Regions from separate parts of the Mus musculus genome. Here region 2 is linked to region 1. A link is a contact called in public Hi-C data. All regions are on one chromosome and are shown on one strand. Each heading gives the region's core, a stretch centred on a gene start, on an enhancer-like site or on the middle of the called end of the contact. The rest is flanking DNA. Distances are from core to core; before and after follow the strand shown.

The links. A called contact is a pair of places that touch in the nucleus more often than the background predicts.
Region 2: a contact with region 1 is called in a Hi-C map of rod photoreceptor, with 2.8 times the contacts expected there. The contact joins the promoter of Ghitm here to the enhancer-like site in region 1. A contact is called at or near these places in 13 of 484 Hi-C or Micro-C datasets (B cells, CD4 T cells, CD8 T cells and 5 more), 2 of 115 datasets of contacts at active chromatin or transcription factors (bone marrow-derived macrophages and memory CD8 T cells) and 3 of 9 other capture datasets (adipose tissue, liver and macrophages).

Annotation. Positions count from the first base shown.
Region 1 is chr14:36,943,273-36,949,975 of GRCm38.p6, reverse strand. The region is part of intron 1 of Ccser2 (coiled-coil serine rich 2); the gene reads left to right. Among named protein-coding and RNA genes, the nearest start is that of Ccser2, 22 kb to the left of the region's middle. Within about 2 kb of position 4,260, at least 1 of the 459 cell types and tissues checked has an H3K27ac peak or open chromatin away from gene starts, as enhancers often do. A contact at or near this core is called in rod photoreceptor, where this site is marked.
Region 2 is chr14:37,132,261-37,138,963 of GRCm38.p6, reverse strand. Ghitm (growth hormone inducible transmembrane protein) reads left to right here and starts at 3,642. Exons shown (of 9, transcript NM_078478.5): 1 at 3,642-3,769; 2 at 5,161-5,331; 3 at 5,694-5,793. The coding sequence starts at 5,200.

The DNA of each region.
Region 1 (6,703 bases), core at 3,011-5,510:
GTGGAAAGCACTAGCTTAGGTTCTGTTGCCTCTCATTCAGTTTCAGTAGTAACTTGGACAACCTGACTCCTCTGTACAGTCTGTAAAAGTGATCTTTAAGGACCTCACTGCCATATTCTCTTGTTCTCAACAGGGATCCTCCTTCCACTTTCTTGGTAGCATAGAACTAGAGTTTCTTGTTCAGGTGCTCATGGCGTCATTGCATAGCCCATTTTCTATATGTATTTCTGTCTGTTCGGATGTTGATCTGAGCAAGACTGGGCCTGATTCATTTGTATGCATCGATGTCTGCCATGTGCCGTATTCTGTGCTAGAAACTGAGAATTAAAAAAAAAAAAGTTTGTTTTTTATTTAAGCTTCAGGGAATATATTATTTTCTCATTGCTGTTGTAATTTTGAAATTTTCTATTGCTCAGGTTCTCCATAGTCTTGATGGTTGAATTTGCTCATAATATTTAGTAAGACCTCACCTTGCTTCTTCCAGCCCTATTGTGCTGCAGGCATTATAACATATCCTCTGAGTTCTGATGTTCAGGCTGCAGTATGTGAGTGGACCTGTTATTAGTATTGATAATATAGGCCAAAATGCTCCTGGAGTTAGAGTCATGAACGAGCAAGGTGCCGTCAGAGTGACATCTTCACTTGCGGTAAATTAGAACCTCTTGTTGCTTTTCCTGTCAAGTGTTTTATGTTTTGTAATAAAACTCCATATCTAGTATTAAATGTTCCTACTATATGTTTTATTTTTAACTTCTTTGAGTTCTTGTGTTTGAAAAGGATAAAAGCTTCAAAATCAAAACCAAAACGTGATTGCCTCTATCTTCATTCCCTCGAGGGACTGCCTGAGTCTGTCTTGGTTCTGTAAGACTAGGAGCTTCCTGACTCGCTTCCCTTCCTTCCTTCTTTCTTTAAGATTTATTTATTATATGTAAGTACACTGTAGCAGTCTTCAGACATTCCAGAAGAGGGCATCAGATCTTGTTATGGATGGTTGTGAGCCACTGTGGTTGCTGGGATTTGAACTCAGGACCTTTGGAAGAGCAGTTGGTGCTCTTAACCGATGAGCCATCTCTCCAGCCCTTCTTTCTTCATTCTGGAAGCCAGTTCACCTTTTCTCCTGAAACTTGCCTGCTGAGAGGTGCTTCTATTATCACCTCTTAGGTCTAGCCATTCTTTCACACATTAGTGTTGGTATTCTGTCTGGACAGTTACCTGGTAGCCAGATATGCTCCTCCCCACAGTTACCTGGCAACAGCCAGGTAGGCCTGGCCCACTGTAAAAGGGGCTGCTTGTCCCCTCCTCTTTCTTTTACTCCTGCTTCTCTCCCTTGCCTCTTGTCCGCTTACTCCCCTCTTTCTCCATTCCCTTCCCTCTCTCTCCATGTGCTCATGACCTGCCTCTACTTCTCTACTCTCTCCATCTCTCTGCCTCTACTGCTCTCTTAACTCCCCTCCCCATTCCCTGACTAAACTCTATTCTATACTATATCATTGTGTGGCTGGTTCCTCGTGGTGTGGGGAGGCATGCCTCGGCATGGGCCTACTGAGGCCCCCCTCCCCCACATCACCACAGCCTTTCTGTCTTTTTTTTTTTTCCGAGACAGGGTTTCTCTGTGTAGCCCTAGCTGTCCTGGAACTCACTTTGTAGACCAGGCTGGCCTCGAACTTAGAAATCCTCCTGCCTCTGCCTCCCAAGTGCTGGGATTAAAGACGTGCGCCACCACGCCCGGCTTCACTTTCTGTCACCTTAATGCTGGTCCAGACTTGTTTTTATTCTCTTCTTTGCTATTGGATTGCACATTGTCAGTCTTCTGTTGCCTACTGTGCTTCCGTCTTTTCATTGGTGATCCCAGGAAGTTGCCTTAGGCTCCTCTCCTGAATGTTCTTCACTGCGCACTTGCTGACTACGAGCACTTGATTCTCGTCTCTGTAGTGACAGTTCTCAAATGACTGTCTTTCTGTCTCTGCTTTTATATTTGCTTTCTTTGACCAGGAAACACTATCATCACCTGCCTACTGTAGGCAGAGTCAGCTCATCAGTATCAGCTCAACATACTAAGTTCATGGCTTCATCCCTCTACATAACATTTGTAGTTCATGGCCTCTACCCCTCTACATAACATTTGTAGTTCATGGCCTCTACCCCTCTACATAACATTTGTAGTTCATGGCCTCTACCCCTCTACATAACATTTGTAGTTCATGGCCTCTACCCCCTACATAACATTTGTAGTTCATGGCCTCTACCCCTCTACATAACATTTGTAGTTCATGGCCTCTACCCCTCTACATAACATTTGTAGTTCATGGCCTCTACCCCTCTACATAACATTTGTAGTTCATGGCCTCTACCCCCTACATAACATTTGTAGTTCATGGCCTCTACCCCTCTACATAACATTTGTAGTTCATGGCCTCTACCCCCTACATAACATTTGTAGTTCATGGCCTCTACCCCTCTACATAACATTTGTAGTTCATGGCCTCTACCCCCTACATAACATTTGTAGTTCATGGCCTCTACCCCTCTACATAACATTTGTAGTTCATGGCCTCTATCCCTCTACATAACATTTGTAGTTCATGGCCTCTATCCCTCTACATAACATTTGTAGTTCATGGCCTTTACCCCTCTACATAACATTTGTAGTTCATGGCCTCTATCCCTCTACATAATATTTGCTCTTGATAGGGTTTTACTTTTTGTCCAGTTGGACAAATCTGGGATGCTAAGCCCTCTCAGTTGCTGAGTTATTCATCTATTTCCCAAAAGGAATCTAATGATATGATAGAAATCCATAAGATTTAATATTGCTATTCTGTACTTAAGGTTTTCCCACAACCCTTTCAGTCCTTTTCTTAGCCGGTGTCCTTTAAAGAGGTTTTCTTCTTTGACAGTTTCATACAGGTATAGAGTGTTCTCTCCTTACTCTTCCCTCTGCCTGCCTGCTCTTAGCTCCCTTTGATCCCTAGTCAGTGCTCTCATCCCCCGCCAGTCCCTTTCCCAGATTCATGACTTATGCTTTTATTTTGTGACCCATTTAGTTTAAAGAGTGTCATCTGTGTGAGCTTTGGATAAGAGCTGTCCGCTGGGCCTGATGGGAACATCAATGGTGAACTTCTTCTTTAAGTCCCTCCTACATACAGAAGGCAGGGATTTTCAACATTCAGGTCTTTCTCTTCTCTTCCCCCCTCCTTCCTCCCTCCCTCTCTCTCCCCTCCCCCCTTCCTTCTCCTCAGTGTGGTGTATGTGTTTGCATGCATCCATGCTAGGTGTTCCAGTGTGTGTGCATGTGCATGTCAGGGACAGGCTAATGCTGGTTGTCCTCCTCATCAGTGTTCTCCATCACGTGACATTCTGTTTGAGACAGTGACAGACTAGCCACTAGTTCCCTCTCTGCTATAGCTCCCTGTAACCGGTGGTCCCACACTCCATTAACTAAATGGAACCACCAACATTGTGGTTGCATATCACAATACCCAGTAACCCAGTAAAATCAAGACTCTTTAAAGTTTAATTGACCAATCAGATTTATGTATCAATAATATCACAATTTACAAGATGCCAATACAATATTTTCAGAGCCAATTGATAATGATAAAAGCTTCATTCCAATCCATCTAACCTTATGATCCCACAACTACTTGTGGCTGGCAAATGCCTCGCGGGTTCACATCTGCAGCCATCTTCTCCTCCTACCCTGAGAAGCCCCTCATCTCTGCAACTCTTAGCTTTCCCCCTTTTCCCTGTCCAATCACAGACCTCCTCTGTCCGAATGTAATTGGACAGGGAAAATCCTGCCACATAGTATGAGGAACATTGTACTGGTGTTTTGGAAAACATGCATTTATTCCTCTAGAAAAGAGAATGTTCTTTGTTGTCCATTTTCTAGGTCTTTTTTTTTTTTTTAAACTTTCAGGCCGTGTTGTATTCCCCATTGGCGGTGGAATTGGACGTATAGAATTCATAGAGAACATTTCTTGCTTTCTTTGCTTCCAGGGATTTGGAAGATATATTTAACTACAGAATAAGACGTCTTACCCCAAACTTCTATAGCATTAGGTTAAAAACTACGTATTGTCAAAACTGTGCTTGTAAATTCAGAAGATCATCTCAGTCAGTTTAATCTGGTCACTATGTGAGCACGAGTTCAAAGTAGTTGTACACTTACCTTATGTTTAGATGCTGCCTTACGCTGAGTAGCTTGCCTATGCTGTGGCAGGCTTCAGAGACTGTGAGGGGCATTTGTCCTCACGGATTATTCACTTGGAGTGAAAGGATTGAGAGAATCATCTACAGCACTGATGTGTCTCCGGCCTTAGGACGTAACTGCTTTGTCTAAATTAAAAAGCATATCTGATTGAGTTTGAAGGTGAAGATTACAAGTTGAAGGCCAGCCTGGGCTGCAAAGTAATCTTTCCTTCCCCTACTTCCTAGTGTGTAAACTCTTTAGTCTTGGTTTAATTTTCCTGAATGGTCTAAACATTTCTGTTACTGGGAATTTGTTTAGGGATGCTTTTAATTCTCAGACATTTCCTTTGGTTAATGTGTTTCTTCTGAGTTTATAGCAATCTCTCTTTCTTGAGGAAAAAAAGATCTGAGTTCATGTAGAAGATTTTTCATGTACAAGATTTTCACATTCTAGATTTAACTGGTTACGTGCTGTGCTGCTTAGAGTTTTCCTGTTCTTAACCTCTCTTGTAAACTGGCAAGTGGAGACTTAAGTAGCTTCAGAGCGCTTGCCTCATAGGTGATTCTGTGCATTCCTCTTCATTCATAACAGGATGCCAGGATTGATTTTACTTTACTGTGGGTTTTTTTTTTCTGTGTTGGAGCCTCTCAAAACTACTAAAATAATTATTTTTGAAGATAAAACTTCTATGCATGTCTCTCTGAATTTGGCAAGGTTCTCTAGGGAAATGGAATGAATAGAGTGTGTGTGATGTGTGTGTGTGTGTGTGTGTGTGTGTGTGTGTGTGTGTATATATATATATATATATATATATATATAAAGTAAAAAGATTTATTATGTATTATGAGAAGATATATTAGCCCATGATAGGACTTGCATAGTCCAACAATGACCACCTTTATGCTAGAGAGGCTTAGAAGTCTGTAACTGTTCAGTCTACAAAGCTGGATGGTTTAGCAGGTTCAGTGCAGTGCAGAAGACCTGGAAGCTCTTTGGGAGTCTCATTCTTAGGTCTAGTTCGGAAGGCTGGAGAAGCGGGAATTTGATGTTGGCTAATAGCAGTAGTGATGCACACACTTGCTTAGGAAGCAGCGGAAGTAGGCAGGAGCATTGTCCTTTCCTTGCCTCTCTTTATGGGGCTACTTACCAGAAGGTGCTGTTTACTCTGAGGTTGAGTCTTGCCCGCTTTCTTAGTTTCATTGCTGTGAAGAGACACCATGTCCAAGGCAACTCTTACAAAGGAAAACATTTAATTGGGGCTGGCTTACAGTTTTAGAGGTGTAGCCCATTATCCTCATGGCAGGAAGGAAGGCAGTGTGCAGGCAGACATGGTGCTGGAGGAGCTGAGAGTTCTGCATCTGCAGGCAGCCGGGAGGAGACTGCCTTCTGCAGGCAGCCAGGTGGGTATTCTGATTCTGTACTGGGCAGAGCTTGAGCATAGGAGACCTCAGAGCCCACCCATACGGTGCCATACTTCTTCCAACAAGGTTACAACTACTCCAATAAGGCCACAGCTCCTAATAGTGCCACTCCCTATGGCCAAGCATGGAAACACATGAATCCGTGGGGGCCAAACCTGTTTAAGCCACCACAGCTCCTCAGCTAATCTTTTCTGGAAACATCCTCGAAAATGTGCCAGAAGTACATCTCTTCAGTGATCACACATTTTATCAAATTGACAATCAAGATTTACCATCATATCATCCTTACATAATGTGTCTTACTTAGTGATTGTGTGTAAAATATAGAATAAACTTGGTGGAGTAATGCATACCATATCAAATCTACAGTGTATGTGCCGGTAGTGGATTCACAGGCCAGTAACAATCCATTCATGCTAAAGTCACTCACAGTACTAGCTAGTCTCTTACACATGTTTTGTGGCCCTGACCTTACTGATCGTTTAATTTAATTTAGGGACCGTTCTTCTAGCAGGCCTCAGACAGACCATACTATTAAGCGGTTGAATGTTGTGATTTAACAAATACCAATATTTAAAAAGTCTGCATTTATTTGTTATGTCTGCATCCCTCCTTACTCAGGTAGCTACAGAGGTATTAATTAATAGGCTTGGTCTTTGTTCCATCAGTGACACCAACTTCTTTTCCTAGCCTTTAGCATGTTAATGACATTTGCACACTCTGTTAGTTTGCATACCTGAACACTGGTAACATTTGAAGGAAATACATTCATCGTTCAGGCAGAAGCGTCTCTGATTCCACTTCCTATGCTAGTATTCTCACTGCCCTCTCAGTTCAGCAAGTCCTGCACTTTGATTAAGATGATGAATGGTCCTATATCACAAAATCCCTGAGCCTGACTTGCTAGCTTGCTTCCGTTTGGCAGAATTAAGTTGCAGTAGGACAGGAAAGGTCAAACTTACCTAATAATGGGGATTTGTATTGAATTTTTTGTGTTCTTTTTAAATCCACAAAGCACCGCAAGTGAAATGTAGTTTTAAATCTTTGAGGTTTCCTTTTTACTTAATCGCCATAATCAAGCCTTTGAGCC
Region 2 (6,703 bases), core at 2,393-4,892, 190 kb before region 1:
AATTCCTTCTCTGCTGTAACAAAGGCTGTAGGAAAGATTGAAGGAGCTAAACAGAGATCCTGTTTGTGAGCTACTCAAATCGGGTGTCTGAAGATTAAAGTGCCCATCCTCCATCCATGTTCCATATAGTTAATCTCTTCAGTAACAGCTTCTCTAGACTTTTCCTGCCATTTGCAGAGGGAAGCGATAAGACCTCGGATGCTGTCAAACTATTTTCTTACCCATATAACAGCAAAGCATTATGTCTGTCAAGATTTATCTAGTTAGATGATCATAAATGACAATAAACCATTCCTTAGAAGATAATAAAGGTTCAAAATACATTTTACATGGTAATTATCCTATTTATAGTCTATTTTCTAGACCTCTAGGGCTCAACTCCTCCTCTCCTCCTCTTCTTCCTCCTCCTCTCCTCCTTCTTCTTAGTACTTTTTACCACCTAACATTATGCTTGTGTGTTTTCTGTCTCCACCAGAAAATAAGTGCCTAAAGGCATATGTTTCAGTTACTAGTCATCCTTATTACAGTACATGGTTCAAAATGAACACCCAGTAAATATTGGTTTCACGGTTAATACGACCTATTAATTAGTCTTTTCTGTCAAATAGTGTAAAAGTTTTATGACAAGGGATTCAAATCTTTTTATCTCCTCACCTTGTAATGAAAGAACTCAGTGGGGAAACCCCCACTCAGCTCCCGATTCGGCGTGCACCCAAGAATAGAACACAACACCTTGATGTAACAACAAGAGGTTTTTTAATGGCGGAGCTCCGGGTCGAAACGTATCTCACATAACAGGAGACAGTGGATTCGACCACGAGGCTTGGAAGCTAGGGGTTTTTATAGAAAAGGAGTGGGGCTGGGGGAGGAATTGGCACAGTTCCACATGATTGGTCCATTTAAACATCAGCAGCCTGTAACATTTAACTTAGGTCAGAGGGGTGGGAGCTAGGGAGGCGATGGGCTTGCCCGGGCATGTCCTGGTCTGTTCTGCTATGTTCTCAGCCCCAGGTTTCAAAGCTCAGAAACAACTCTTTGGGCTATTTAACATACATTACATGAATTACAGTTTTATTTCCTTTCAGTAAGACTTAAAAAAAAAAAAGATTTACTGTGTATACAGCGTTCTGCCTGCATGTATGCCTGCAGGCCAAAAGAGGGCACCATATCTCATTACAGATGACTGTGAGCCACCATGTGGTTGCTGGGAATTGAACTCAGAACCTCTGGAAAAGCAGACAGTGCTCTTAACCTGTGAGCCATCTCTCCAGTCCACCTTGTAAGACTTTGATGCAAACGTTTTTATCAGGCTCCCACTCACATTTCTTGTAATACCTTTAGGCAAATGTTTTAATGCCTCACCATCACACCACTGGATAAAACTGTTGTTTATGCAAAAGCCCTGAAGTAATCAAGAATTTGGGTGAATTAAAAGGCTGTTACCTTCTCATTTTTCTCCATTTCTTTGCACAAATTCTTTTAAAACTAGTTAATCATAAAGGTTGTAAGGTGGCTCCCCAGTCAATGGGGAACAGAGAGAGTCATCCTGGTGTGAGTAAAAAGCAAGTGAACTTCCTGCCAGATATGCTCGATATCCTGCTTTAGGTTGTTGCACACTTAGTTAGGGTTTTACTTCTGTGAACTGACACCATGACCAAGGCAACTTTTATAAGGACAACATTTAATTGGGGCTGGCTTACAGGTTCAGAGGTTCAGTCCATTAGCATCAAAGTGAGAGCATGGCACCATACAGGCCGGCATGGTGCAGGAGGAGCTGAGAGTTCTACATCTTCATCTAAAGGCAGCAGCAGAATACTGACTTCCAGGCAGCTAGGACTAGGGTATCAAAGCCCATGCCCACGGTGACACATCTATTCGAACAAGGCTACACCTCCTAATAGTACCACTCCCTGGAACAAACACATATAAACCATCACACATACTTTTTTATTTATTAACAAAAATAGTTTGCTATACCGATCTACTTTCACTTTGCTTGTGTATTCCTTTGTGCAACACTGGAAGTATTCTTGGTTTGATTCTATCAAAAGTTGTAGGAGGGTGCTCTTTCATGGATACCAAGAAATAACCTCTTGGGCTGAAAAGATGGCTCAAGCACTAAAGGTCAGGCTCCTAACCAAAAATAAAAGAGACATGTCTCTTATTGTAATAAATTATTTTCCACTGAGGCATTTCAGTAGCCTTCACACACACACACACACACAATAAAATAAAATAAAATAAAATAAAATAAATAAAAACCTTCACAAGAAGAGTGGTTTGTATGTATTCTGTTACTCAAGTGGAGCCTGAAGCTTGACAACAAACAAACAAAAATGTCATTGAAAAGTCAAAAGGTAAAAAAGAAAAAGAAAGAAAGAAAGAAGAGAAAAGAAAAAAGAAAAAAAAGAGAAAAGGAAAGGAAAGGAAAGGAAAGGAAAGGAAAGGAAAGAAAAACTCGGAAATAAACCCCTCTAGATCTCACCATCAGTAGTACACTCAAGAAGCAGGTTGGCTCTAATTTAAAAAAAAAAAAAATGCCACATTTGGTAGGAATGTTTTTATGGCAATTAGAAAAAATGTGTTATTCAATTTTGACACTATGCCCCACCCCCAGCCCCTGCCGCAGACTAGGTCTGTCTTACTCTGGCCATTCTGAAACTCACTACTATATAGACCATTGGCGTTATTTTCTGGCTAAACGCCCAAAACAAGAAACTCAACCAATGATTGTTTAACTATCCATCTAACTTCTAAAAGTTCCTAAAATTAAGGCTTAGTTTTCAGTACATACAAAAAAAAAATTGATCATAAGTTATAAAAACATAAACTTTATTAAAATGCTCAAGTTAATTTTGTGTATTGATATGTTCATACATGAGTTCATGTAGCATAATAGCTAAAGCAAAGTAGTGAAAATGCCTAGGTGGGTTCTGTCATTCCATAAATACAAAAGATTTGGTCCTGGCCTTATAATTAATTCAAAGTAAATTAATATATGCAGAACTCACTAAACCAGTATCAAATCCCTTAACATTTGCATAATGAATGAAAAGGAGAGCGCGTCAAGTACCTCTCACATAGCTCAAGACACCCTGCCTAGCCACAGCCCCAGCAGTGATAAAAATTAAGCAGTTAACGAAAGTCTGACTAAATTATACCTCTAAGGGTTAGTTAATTTCGTGCCAGCCAACGCGACTAGACGATTAACCCAAACTAATTACTCTCGGCGTAAAACGTGTTTTAAGAATGACTCTTAAATAGAACAAAATCCAATTTAAATGTGAAAATTCATTGTTAAACCTAAATCCAATAACAAAAGTAATTCTAAGCTGGCCTAGAGCTCACAGCGATCTACCTGCCTCCCCAAAAAGTGGGACTTAAGGAGTGCGCTGCCAACCAGTCCAACTCCCTTTTTCGCCCCCACACCTATTGGCAGCGAGTGCGCACAACGCACAACGCAGATGCCCAAAGCGTTTGCCAGTGTCGGCTTCCTTACTCGGACCCAGAAAGGACGCTGACTGTGACGTTTTCGAAACACAAACTTCCATTGGTCCGGTCTCCAAACCAAGCCCCGCCTTCGCCACTGCGCCCGCCCTTCCGTTAGAAGCCTGCTCTCGATTGGCTGCTTGTACTATTTACCTTTTGTCCGGATATTGCGTGACGCTGTGAGTCGCGCGGTTGCGGAGGAGCGGGCAGAGGGAGGTCGCACACTCTGAGTTTCGGTGACCCGGAAGGGAGCCCCGTGGTAGAGGTGACCGGAGCTGAGGTACTGCCTCGCGAGGCCTGAGAATTCCAGTCCTTGTGACGGGCGTCGGCACAGCGGGATCTGGGCTGGCTGCTACGGGCGGGGCGGGAAGGCCGGGCTCGTCCTCGCTCTTCATCTCCCTGGGCAGAGGGATGCTGAGTCAGCCGCTCGGGGACCCGCGCGGGGGCCCTAGCTGTCGGCGATCGGGTGCCGTGGGGGTGGTGCGTGGACGCGGAGGCAGCGGGCTAGCGGTGAGAGGGGAGGACCGGGCGCATCCGAACACTCAAGCTCAAGGAAGCGTTAGGAAGGGTCGCCACTAGTTCGTAGAGACCCAGCCCAGGAGCCGGTTTCAGACGTCCAGAATCTGCACTTAAATATATGGCAGATAACCCTCTTGGCTGTTCCACGACATAAGGCCACGCAGACTAGGTAGGCTCTGTTCGGGTCAGTAAGCTGAAGCCATAGGTTGAGATGATGTAATGGCATGAAAGTACCAAAAGGGCTCCGGGTTTTTTCCGCAAGGTCAGATGCCTAGAGCTGTGTGCACTTCGTAGTTCCGGAAATTCTTAACTTTGGAGGTGCTAGTTAAAACTTCTTTACATTCCTATAGTTTTAGGGTAATTCATGGGCGATTTCAAAGTCCCATTTTGGCCAAGTTTTCTTGTATTTAAATATTTTACAAATGGGGAGAAAGCGGAAATACAAATCACTTGCCTAAAATTCATCACAACTCATTGACCAGAAATGTGCCTTTAGCATCGCAGAAAGGCGTGTACTTAACTATTTATCGATATAGTCTAACTGGAACTGAGACAATTCAATTTTAGAATGTTGGGGGCAGGGGTTACCCTATTAAGAATACCAGAAGGTGTTTTAACAGGGAAACCTAGCAGGGCAATTTTGTTTATTTTGATTGAATGTTATGTAGTGGAATAATTTAATTTGAATGTATCTGTCGTATCTTAAAGGGAAGTAACATCTGACCTACTTGGTAGACATTTGCATGCCTGGCTTTTGTTCATGGTTTTTAGTCTCGAGTGGTTTAGTTATCTTTTCTCTGGATGATGTTTTTCTTGTGCTGAAATGTCACACAGATTCTTTTACTTTTACTCATTGAATGATGGAGTAAATATCAGGCCAAGCTATGTTTGTAAAATCTGTGATTGTGTCAACATAATAACATTGATTCTGTATTACATATATCTGGTCAAACTTGGATTTATATCATTGGCTGCCCATTCTAAACTAGATTTGTTGAGTCAGAAGGAACAAGGGAAGGATACAGCATTAAAAATTAATGAGGCCACTGTTCTGATTTTTTTCTTCTATTTAAATTAAGTTTCTTCTGATTTTGGCTACTATGTTTCCTTCTTAATTAACTAAATTTTTCCCCCCTCTACCTTTCTAACTAGCATTTCAGATCTGCTTAGTAAACCGGTGTATCGCCCACCATGTTGGCTGCAAGGCTTGTGTGTCTCCGGACACTACCTTCCAGGGTTTTCCAGCCCACTTTCATCACCAAGGCCTCTCCACTTGTGAAGAATTCCATCACAAAGAACCAATGGCTCGTAACACCCAGCAGGGTAAAGCATGCTTTTCCAGTATGGATTTCCGCCCCATTCAGATTTTCTGTTTTAGAATTTGGTGGTAATGGTGGTTGATTAGTGGGCTGTTCTGTGAGTTTCACTGCTTGGGAGTAGCTTACTCTTTAGTTAGTTACTGTAACAGTGATTTTTCTAAAGTGACAGTAAAGTTTCCAGTGAGCTTTGTCCTTGCCACTTCACATCATTCCAGTCCCTCCTTATCACAAATGCTTTAAGAGGGGTCCTGCACCTTTCCCATATCTAATATATTAGATAACTTTTATGTCCATACTACATTAGTTTAAAAAGATCCTATGTTTTATTGTAGCTCTGGGTGATATGTCTTTTTTTGTCTATGTCAGGAATATGCTACCAAGACAAGAATTAGGACTCACCGTGGGAAAACTGGACAAGAACTGAAAGAGGCAGCCTTGGAACCATCAATGGAAAAAATCTTTAAAAGTAGGTGGAAGTTAAGTATTTAATGTGAAGCCTGTGCATGTGTTTAGTCCACAAACAGCCTCCTGAAAATACATTCAAACATGTATATATGTATTTTCTGCAAGAAAAGTCGTACTTCTGTTTTTGGGGATCCAATAACCCAAAAGAGATTGGTGCTTTGCATTGGGTTTCATGGTTCCTGGTTATATTAAGATTTACTGGTTTTAGAAAAACCAAATTTATTATCATCCTATTATCTAAAATGGTAGAGCCTGTTTAGGGAGTTTATTTCAAGTTATTTAGAATCTTCATTCAAGCACATGTTTGTGAATGTCAATTTCTATTTAGTCATGTGTATGTCTGTGTGACTGTGCCAGGTGTGTGCTGAGGCCAACAGAGGCTAGAAGAAGGTATCTAATCACCTGGGACTAGGGTTATAGGTGATTGTATGCCATCTGAAGTAAATGCTGGGAACGGAACTGAAAGAGTTGCAAAGGGCTCTTAACTACAGAGCCATATCTGCAGCCCCTTGGAGGGTATTACCTTAATGAAGCCATTTTGATTCATAGTTTGGATTTTAACTTTGAAGATTCTGAAACCAGACTGCCAGGTTGCTAATCTTGCCTACACTATTTAAACAGAAGCACTGTACTTAATAGTTTTCGAAGTGTCACTGTATTATATACTGAGGAGAACCCTATCAGTATCATGAAAAGCATTGCTTTTTGATAAAAGTCTTGACCACAGAGAAGAAATCAAGATTTTCCAGTAACATTTTTAATGAACAAATTTAAGTTGAAGAGAGTAAGGTGTGGTCTTTATGAGCACCTGCCTCAGTAGAGTTGATACATTTTCATTTTTATTTTTATTTATTTATTGATTGATTTATATTCCGAGACCAGGGTTTCTCTGTGTAGCGCTGGCTGTCCTG